2 separate regions of the Manis javanica genome follow, and region 2 is linked to region 1. A link is a contact called in public Hi-C data. All regions are on one chromosome and are shown on one strand. The core of a region is the stretch at or near the end of the contact, and the rest is flanking DNA. Distances in the headings are between cores, read along the strand shown. Region 1 holds the start of STK17A (serine/threonine kinase 17a). Region 2 holds the start of COA1 (cytochrome c oxidase assembly factor 1).

Evidence for each region. A called contact is a pair of places that touch in the nucleus more often than the background predicts.
Region 2: a Hi-C map of fibroblasts shows a contact between it and region 1, with 4 times the contacts expected there. The contact joins the promoter of COA1 here to the promoter of STK17A in region 1. A contact is called at or near these places in 2 of 2 Hi-C or Micro-C datasets (blood and fibroblasts).

What each region holds. Positions count from the first base shown.
Region 1 is chr6:97,205,216-97,210,523 of MJ_LKY, reverse strand. STK17A (serine/threonine kinase 17a) reads right to left here and starts at 3,193. Exons shown (of 8, transcript XM_037003124.2): 1 at 2,849-3,193. The coding sequence starts at 3,045.
Region 2 is chr6:97,363,871-97,369,337 of MJ_LKY, reverse strand. It overlaps COA1 (cytochrome c oxidase assembly factor 1), which reads left to right and starts at 1,968. Exons shown (of 11, transcript XM_073239108.1): 1 at 1,968-2,122.

The DNA of each region.
Region 1 (5,308 bases), core at 1,944-4,443:
ACAAGTAAGGCACATGATCTGATGTGAAATTAGCATAATTTTAAATTCCTAGAAACATCTGTTTCTACCCTATCAATAAACTCCAGGGAAATTAACATTATGAAAAAATTCTCAGGACTCAACATCTTATCTCCTGAGCCTCACAGTCATTAACATGGTTTACACTGGCACATACCCTGACTCAAAGAAAGGTAGCAGGCCTTAGGGATAACAAGTCACTCTTCAAGCAATAAAAGAAAATTTTACATGATGTATTTATCCACATTTGGGTTGCATGGACTCTGCTGGGGTCGTAAAGAATGGAACATTTCTTAAAATAACATCAATCACACCCTGTCATCACCGTGGAACCAAAACTGACCATTTAAAAAATTCTCTTCAAACAACTGTTTCACTGAAAGCTTTATATTTCTGTAAGATAAAATAATGGTGACTCCTGAAAAAACTGAATTTCTGTGTTTGAACAGTTAGCTCTTCACACCTCTTCAACATTTGCAACTTGGTCAAAGGCAACAGAATAAAATGAATAGGTCATGTTTTTCCCATTATATTATTAAAATATAACATGGGTAATTATATAAGTTCTGTATCAGCATGAGGTCAATTACCTCCATTAGAAATGCAAAAAGAGTTAACAGCTGGAAAAAGACAATTTTTCTATCTTACTACAGTAAAGATTATGTATAAACATATTCAATTATGGCAAAACCATAACATACAGACAAAATTTATGAACCTCAAACAAAGACTGCTAACAACACAAAAAAGTGAGACATCTAAACAGTTCTTGTGTCTTTTGCAATGAGATTTCATCATTTTTGCCAGAGAGAAGTGTGTTTTGAGGTTGTGCAGGTTTTGGTATTTTTGCTTTTTGGTTACATTTACTGTGACACAATGAATCACATTTATTGAGTGCTCTCCCTAAGTTAAGCACAGCCTTAATTCTATGGATGTGTTTTGATTCTCTCAGCAATTCTAGAGGCAATCAAAGGTTAGGTAAATTACCCAAATACACATGCCCAATAAGCAGAGAGCCAAGGTTCGGTCACAGACTGTCTCCAAAGCCCCTGTGCCTAACCACTGCATTAAACTCTGCCATGAAAAAGGGAACCACAAAAAAACAAATACATTAATTTCATCTTTCAGTTTTAAGCTCTTGTATCAAGTACCTACCTAATTGCAAGGTTTCAGTGCTTCAGGAATCATTACTTTTGTAAAGAAATTTACATAAGAAAAGATATGTAAATGTCATAACCTTAAAACAGAAACCTTATAGGCAAGTGAATTTTATAAAACAGGTTAAAAACAAAAGCTGAAAGGAACATTCCTGAAGGAATCAGCATCACGACACCTGGTGGGTGGTACAAGTCATTTTTTTCAGATTAAATCACTTGTTATAAAGTCTACAAGACAGTGCTTGCCACCGGAAGGCATTTCGGTGTTATAATACCAGTTTTCCTCTTGTGGAATGAAGCCAGACAACTCAAATAATAGAAAGTCTCAGCTTCCATTCTTCAAGAAATCAGGGTTACTTCAGAATGTCTGGAATTTCAACGAATTCGAATACCCAGCTGAGTCAGTAGCTCTCTCCATCTTTTGTCATACTTCACAGCGTGTGTAAATCCACGTAATTAGGGCCTATCACAGTGAAGTAAACCCTGCTCCTGAAAGATGTTTTTCCTTTTGTAAACATTTGAAATAAGAAATTTTTAACATGGGTCCCCTTCAAAAAAGAGCTATTTCTAAAAGTTACCTTATTATCTGTAAAGCAGTGCATTTTAAACGTTTTTTGTAACCAATGTTACAAGACCCTCCTTTTCCAAGAGCCTGTCATAATGGTGAGGGCCTTTCCTAATTACAACATGGTGCAATTTTGCAACCATGACAAATGTTTGCAACGCTGACACTTACTGAAGTCTAGGTGCCAGGCCCAGTGGCATGAGCTTTACAGGCACTGACTCTTCCCGACACCCTTATGAGGGAGACAATGTCTTTCCACTGATTTAATGGGTGAGACGCGTGAGGCTGGGGAGCCTAAGGCGTCCACCCAAAGGCACGCATAGCACACATGGCCAGGACAGGAACTCAGATCTGACCCAAAGCCAGCGCTTCTCACGACTTCTCCAATCTGTTCTCAAGGTAAAGGGGAGTCAGTCCGTCCCCAAACCCCCATCACTACCTCACCTTTCTTCAACATTCAAAAACGTAAAGTGTCCAAACAGCCTTAGCCTCTTACTATTTAAAATAAAACAACAAAAAACCAAGTAGTAAGGCACCCTATCTCTACAAGAGTTGGCGAGAGGAGAAGACAAGGGCCGGCCCAGAGCGGGTAGAAAGGGAAAGAGGGCCAAGGGCACAGAGCTCGGAAATGAAACCAACTGAACCGAAGGTACCAGGACTTAACACACTTCAGTGCTAAAATAGCACAAAACCAAGAACCCGAAATGAAATCAGCAGAAGGCTGACAGTTCACACCGCGCGGGTGCAGAGAAAGCTGTCACGCTGATGTTATCTTTTATTACCGCCACAGGAGACCGAAGAATCCACAGTTTAAGGTAAAAACAAGCTGACTCTTAACCTCGGGTTTTCCTGCAGACTCGCTGTCGCGGGCTCCCACGAGCAGGGCGGCTCGCACGCCCCTGCCCCTACGGGACCGCGAGAACCGCGGGCCGCTGCAACGGAGGGGGTCTCGCTTTGGGTAACTGCCCTCGGGGGCTTCGCCCCACACGCTCGCGGAGCACCGCGCCGACTCCGGCGCGGATCAGCTGCCGCCCGCCCCCAACTTTGTGCCAAGTCACAGCGCGCGCTATCGGCCCCGCGCCGCCGCCAGCGCGCCCGCCCGCCTCACCTGCCCAGCTCCCGGCCCGGGCTCAGGCTGTAGCCGTCCTGGAAGGGCTCGGGGCGCACGGCGGCGCGGATCTCCGTCAGCAGCCCGCGGGCCGGGGGCGGGAGCGGCGGCCGGCGCGGCGCGCTCAGACCCCGGCCTGAGCCTGAGGCCGCGGCCGAGGAGGAGCCGCCGCCTCCTGGCTTCTCCGGGGGCACCATGGTGCTCGGGCGCGCCTCCTTTCCGGTCCCCCGGCTCGCTCCGAGCTGCAGGCGGGTAACGGTCCCGCCTCCTGGAGCTCCGTGCGGGAGCTCTAAACCTCCAGCCTCTGGCTCTTCCCCTCGCCGCGCTCAGACTGCGGCATCCGGTCGCGCAACTGCGGACCCGCCCCGCGGCCCGCCCCCGGTCCCGGCCCCGCCTCTTCGCTGAACGCCCGCGGGGCCCCGACAGCCGGTGCCCCGTGCGCACCCTCTGCAGTCGAAGGAAGGAAGGTGCAGCCTAGGGGCCCGCCCAGGCGTCCTGGAGGCCAGGAGGCTCCCTCCACACTTCCCGCCTAGGCCAGCTGTGTCATCAGCTGTGCACCTGTTGAGCATCTGAGTTCCAAAATCTGAGCTTCTGTTAGTGAAAGGCATACGAAAAGTCAGAGGTTTATGATCCACTTTCCCTTGGGCCGGTGGGGAGGCATGGTGATATTCTGGTGCCCGCTCCGTACAGCACGTGGGAGGTGCCTCCAGCAGTTGGTTCCTTTTTGCACCGGGGGGGCAGCTCTGGAGGCAGGAGTTAGGTAAATATTATTAAGCTCTCACACCAGCCCTATGAAATTCTTCCTGTCTCCATTCTTCCTATATTTAACTTTCAAGGTGCTCTCATCTAGTATTTTTTTAATTATTGATTTATGATTGACTACAATATTATATTAGCTTCAAGTGTACAAATAATAATCCCATATTTTATACATTATGAAATGATCACCATGATAAGCCTAGTTACCATCTGTCACTAACAAAATTATTATAATATTATTGACCATATTCCCTATGCTGTACATCACCTCCTCATGACTTATTTCATTTATAACTGGAAGTTTTTACCTCTTAATCCCCTTCACCTACTTCACCTGTCCCCCCAGATCCCTCCTTGCAGGCGGTTGGTTCTCTGTATCAGTAAGTTTGCTTCTGATTTTTGCTTCTTCATTTGTTCTTTAGAGTCCACATATAAGAAAAATGGCTTTGTTTCAAAGAAACTAAGAAACCAATGGTGTAAGGACGTTAGGGATGACTTCATGATCACAGCATTTACTAAGTCATGAAGGAATGAGATTTAATGAGACAAATGAGAATACAAGAAAATGCCCATCAGTTTCCATTTTTTTGTATTTGTCCTTCTCTGTCTTACTTATTTCACTTAGCAGCATAATACCCTCTTGGCCCATCTATTTTGTCACAGATGGCAATATATATATGATTCACCTGTCCATGAACACTTAGGTTGTGTCCATATCGTGGCTATTGTAAATAATGCTGCAGTAAACGTGGGGGTGCATGTATCTTTTCAAGTTAGTGTTTTCATTTCCTTTGAGTAAACACCCAGAAGCAAATTGTTGGATCCACAGTAACTGTACCGCTTTATATTCCCACTGACAGTGCACAGGGTTCCTTTTTCTTTACTCTTTGTCAACACTTGTTATTTCTTGTCTTTTTTAATAGTATGAGGTGATATCTTGTTGTAGTTTTGATTTGCATTTCCCTGATGATTAGTGATGTTGAGCATCTTTTCATGTGTCTGTTGGTCATCTGTATGTCTATTCAGGTCCTCCACTCATTTTTAAATAGGGTTATTTGTTTTTTGATATTGAGTTGTACAAGTTATACACATTTTATGCACATTCTTTATATATTTTGGGTATCAACTCCTTATCAGATATAGCATTTGAAAGCATCTTTTCTCACTCAGTACGCTGCCTTTTCATTTTGCTGAGGGTTTCTTTTTCTGTGCAAAAACTTTTTAGTTTGATGTACTTCCATTTGTTTATTTTTGCTTTTGTTGCCCTGCCTGAGGAGACATATCCAAAAAAAATATTAAGATGGATGTCAAATTGCTTACTACCTATGTTTTCTTCAAGCAGTTTTATGGCTTCAGGTCTTTTTGAGTTACATAATGGTTTTTAGTCCTTAATCCATTTTTAATTTATTTTTTGTATATGGTATAAGTGGTCCAGTTTCATTCTTTTGCATGTAGTTGACCAGTTTTCCCAGCACCTTTTATTAAAGAGACTGTCTTTCCCCATTGTATGTTTTTGCTCCCTTTGTGATAAATTCACTGAGAATATAAGCATAGGTTTTATTTCTGGGCTGTCTATTATGATGCATTCTTCTGTGTTTGTTTTTGTGCCAGTACCACACTGTTTTGATTACTTTAGCTTTGTAGGATTGTTTAAAATCTGGGCACTTGATACCTCCTGCTTTGCTCTTCTTTCTTGAGATT
Region 2 (5,467 bases), core at 719-3,218, 160 kb before region 1:
TAAGAATGCTAACATTTAGTACTTCTAATTTATCATAGGATTTACTTCCCAAAAATGTTAATCACAGCTGGATCGAAAGAGTATTTGGGAAATGTGGCAATGTTGTTTATGTAAGTATACCACATTATAAATCTACTGGATATGCCAGGGGATTTGCTTTTGTGGAATTTGAAACAGAAGAACAAGCAGTAAAGGCTATTGAGGTAGGTCCAGAACTTAAAAAGTAAAGGAAAATTAGTGTTTTTAAAGAATAACAAAACTTGTTTTGCTTATTTTATTTGTTTCTTAACAACCTACCAGAAAGCCTCGTATATTTCCTAAGACAGTGAAAATAAGCCCATTCCTGCCCTTAGAGTAGCAGGTGAGTTATTTGATATTTAAGTAGATAAAGCTGTAAAATTAGCAAACCAATTATAGCATTGTTACAGAAGAAAAGGGAAAGAAGAAGAAAGGCCAAATGAAAAAGGAAGACAATATCCAGATCAAAGAGTTAAATGTGGACACAAGCAAGGAGAGCATCTGTAAACAGAAAAGATACAGTACTGCTTCTGAGGGCTCCAAAGTAGAGATAACTGAACCCCAAAAGCCACCCTCCAAGAAAAAGGAAAAATGGGAAAGAGCTGAAGCATCCAACTTACCTTTAGTCAGACCAAGCAGGAAAAGAAGTAGCTCCGAAGATGCCCAATACCTAACTACCAGATCAAAAGTAAAGCAAATGGTTCAAAGACATTAGAAAAGAAGCTTCAGAAGTCTACAAAGAAAACAAAGGTATTTAATAAATTTCAGGTTAGAATTAAATAAATAAGGTTCTTATTTCTTATGTCTTTATTTTTTGATTTTTAACTTTTAAGATTTAGAAGTCTCTAATGAAGAGGAAAGGGATACTGGAGATATAAAAGATGGATCTCTCTTAAAAGCAAAAAGGAAACATAAGAAAACACATAAAGAGAGGCATAAAATGGGAGAAGAGGTTATAACATCAGAGTACAATTAAAGCAAGTCGATGGTACATATTTATATTGTTGGCAATCGATACACTCCAAGGGCATTTCAATCTTGATCTCGTTCTTCAGAAATTTAAGAAGTCAATAGTCAATGTCAGATCAATGATTACTCAATCAATGCCCATTTTATTTCATTTCCTCTGTTTAAGAAACCACTGAAATAGTCCTGTACTTCAAGTGCCTCAAAATCTGATTAGTTTCGATTAATTCTTCATAAAAGAACTATTCTGGGGATTCGTAATTTAACAAAAGGCTGCTTTGATAAAGTGAGATGCATTGCTTTTAGAGGAAAGCTTGGACTTCAAGCTTGACACTAAAAACGTAAGTGACGACGATAACGGTGGTAATAATGGCAATGAATGATCAAGATGAAAATAACTAACGTTTACTGAGCACTTACAAAGTGCCAGACACTATTCTAAGTGCTTTAATCCTCAGAACAAATCTATGAGGTAAATACCATTATTATCCATATTACTGCTACATTCCATGAGAACCATTACAGTTCTTTTTTATCCCTGCATTCTCCGGAGCACAGGAGGCATTATTAAGTGTTTGGTGAATAAAAGAAAATTGTGTTGCCAAATTTCGCAGCCGAATGGGGCAAAATGGACCTCAGTGCGAGTAGGGCTCAAATGGCCCGTGGTTTTGTGTCCTCAGAGGTCAGTTGAGGCGCCAGCTATGAAGCGCTACACATGAAGCGCTACCGGTGGTTTAAATTTTCTCGGCAGGCGCTGCTGGACTGGACGTATGTTGGAGACTAACGGGACACAGAAAACAAAAAAGCCGGGCTTTGAGTCGCCTAACCCCTTGGGAACACGACTCCGAGCGTTTAGAAGGCGGCGGTCCGGCGGCCCAGGTCGTCTCTGTCTGGGATCTGCCCCTGGGGGGCGCTGGGCCGCATTTCGCCAGCGGCTCGCGCGACTCGACACTCTAGCCCCGCGAGGAGGACACGCCGGAAGTCTCCACTGCTCCTGGGGGTGTCTCTTGCTCTTAGCGGAGCGCGCTGGTCACCCAGTTGCAGCCGCTGCTCACGGCTGAAAGGGCAGTTCACCCTGGCTCCGGCATGGTACTGTCGTTCCTAGCAGGTTAGATTTCCCCCGGGAGAAAGAATCCAGGTATCTCCTACTCTCACAAGCGTTTCTTCCCGCAGTCCGGCGGCCGCGCGGGGTGGGCTGCTGTAAGGGGAGTCCCCTTGGGGGTCACCTCCTGGCGGCTCGCGCCTTCGCCGTGTCGCGCGACCTTCCTCCATGGCGTGCTTGGCGCCAGGGGACCCTTGGTGGGCTCCGCGCCTTGAGATGAGCCAGACTGTCCCCTTCATCCCGGAGTGTGAGAACGTGGGTAGACGACGATGGCCTTGCCCTGCAGTCTCGCTGAGCTTTGTCAAGAAAACATTTGTGAAGAGTTGGGGGCACTTTGTTCATGTTCCTAAGTTGAAACACTCCGAGGAGGATCGTACCCAAATGATTGTAAAAAATAACTCTATGGCTCAGCGGTCATTGTAATTTTTGTCCCCATTACACTTGACCTTCATACAAAGGCTGACTATGAAAGTGATTTTCAGTGTGGGCGACGGCGCGTGTGCGCGTGTGTGTGTGTGGTGTGCTGTGTGTAATTTTGGAAATCCACCAAGATTTTTATATTTTGATACTTGCTTCCCCTCGTACCTTCCTTGACTCTTCCCCTTCTCACCTGAAGGGTAGTTCTATTTCTTAGGTGTTTATGACTCTACTTCACCTTTGGAAAGAATTAACTCTTTACTTCCACTTTGCAGACTTGAAACAGATCTGATTGTATTATTCCTCTGCTTAAAATCTTACTTTCCCATTGGATCAGGATAATATAAATGCCTTAGCCTGGCTTTAAGACCCTTCAGTGTCTTGCTTCTGAGTTTTACAGACTTTTCATGGAAAGCACACCTACGTATACACATGCTTCTGTTAGGCCAACCTGCAGTAATTTCATTACTTTGGATATGACAAATTTTATAATGGTTTACCGACATTTTCAAATTTATTTTTCCATTTTTTTCAGAATGTATTGAACTCCTAATATTGCCAGGTATTGTTTTAGAAGCTGGGAATATAATGAAAAAAAAGGAAAAAGATACGCATTCTACAGGTCTTTAAAAAAAATAACATTGAAATATAGTTAACACAACTAACTAACCCATTTAAAATGTGCATTGATATGTACTACATTCACAAAGTTGTACAGCCATGAGCACAATCAGTTTTAGAACACTTTCCTCACCCCAAAAAGAAGCCCTGTAACCATTAGCAGTCTTTGATGACTTCCCTCCTATCCCACCTTATTCCTTGCCTGTTGGTCAACTCATATAAATGAAACCACACAATATGTGGTCTTTTTTGATTTGTTGTCTTTCAGTTAACATTCATGTTCATCCATGTTGTGACATGTATCAGTACTTCATTCTTTTTTATTGCTGGACAGTATTTCGTTGTATGGATATACTACTGTTTATCCATTGTTGGTGGCCATTTGGATTGTTTTGGCTATTATGAATAATGCTGTATACGTTTCATATAGAAGTTTTTGTGTGAACAGTGTGTTTTCATTTCTCTTGGCTATATACCTAAGAGTAGAATTGCTGGGTCATGTGGTAACTCTACATCGAACATTTTGAAGAAATGCCAAAATGTTTTCCAAAGCAACTGCATCATACTGTATTCCCATCAGCAGTATATGAAGGTTCTGATTTCTTCACATCTTCACCAACACTGTCATTATCTGTTTCTTTTTTAAATTTTTTTATTCTAGCTATACTACTGGGTGTGAAGTGTGTCTCATTGTGGTTTTGATTTGAATTTCCCTGAAGGCTAAGGATGCTGAACATCTTTTCATGTGCTTTCGGCCATTTGTATGTCTTTGGAAAAACATCTATTCATATACTTCACCCATTTTTAGATAAGGTTCTTTTCATCACTGAGTTGTGAGAATTCTTTAAACATGCGAGATACAATTCTCTTATCAGATATGTGACTTTTCTTACAGATTAAGAAAATTCTTTTATGCAGCTCCCTTAAATGAAAGCACCTGAGGTTAATTTTTACTCTTTTTAGAGACCGTGTTAAAAATCTGTAGGCTAATTCAGAGAGTGAATTGCACAGCAACTTAGATGTGTGAAGTACTAGGGCCAGGAAAAAATGCTGTGAAGAACCTGTGAGCAGCAGCATTTTAAGATACGAAAAAGGAGGGAGGGGGAAATAGTTTATATAATTTATCCATTCTCTACTGAATTTTGTCTTTTCTCTGTTGGTTTGTAGTTCTTTGTGTAGAGATCCTTAAGCCTCTGACTGTTACGGTATGTGACTGATATTTTCAGTCTGTTTTTGTTAAGTTTGTTTTATATATCCTTTACTATCTATACTAATGTACTCCATTTTGGTGTAATCAGGATTTTAAATGTTTTCCTTTAAAAGGCTTTTGGGTGGGGTTTTGGATACTTAAGTTAAATGTTCTTAAATTGCAGAAGTTAGAGAAACTAATATACTATCCCTGGTTAGTGTGACATCTGGTCCCTGGTATTACTTTTAACCTTGTAGTTATTGTTTTAGACACCAGTACATCCCTATCTCTCTGCTTTGAAAAATATGCTATAATTTGCTTCAGCTTTCTTGGTTCATTTAATTTTCTATTTTCAACAGACTCCTTTAAGTTACTCCCTTATTCTTGTAGTCATGTTTAAAGGAATATTTTACTGCATTAGATTTGTGAGAGCTGTATTTGATAGTTGATTACCAAATAGATACTTATCTCATGCTAGCAGAAGTTTCTTTGAAGAATTTATGTGTGCAGAGCTTGAATGTGTCAAATCTGTTTTGTTTGGGGAATGCTGGAGATAATAGTTTTATAAAATCCTATTAACATTATTTTGGTATTTGTTCTTCTCATTTCATTGTTTTAAAGATAGTGGTAATTAAAATATTTTTAGGGTCTTTGAACATTTTGAGAAATTGAGGAAAGCTGTATACCATAGCTCCCTAGAAAAAGTTGCATGTTACGAACATTAGCATACAGATAAATCTGAATTCTTTTGGGTGTATACCCAGAAATGGAATCGCTGGATCATAGGGTAATCCTCTGTTAAATTTTTTGAGGAACTGCCCATATGCTTCAGTGTTTTTTTCATTCACATAAAATATGAGGTTTAAAACAACTGTAATTTAGGCACTTATCACATTTACTTTTCTAAAAATAGAAGTTCAAAGAGCCATCTCCTAAATGAAGGAATATAGTTTTTGTCTTGGACTTAGAGGTCTTCGAGTTTTAAAATTATTTGAATTCAGATTAAATAAAAGGCTTACTTGGGAGGTTACTTTCCCAAATACTAAACTTCTTTATGGTCCAAGCTCTTGGGTTTTTTTTTTTCTCTTAGTTCTGTGTTAGTCTTTTAGGGGCAAATTACCCATTATGGCAGACCCTAAAATGGAGATGGCTTT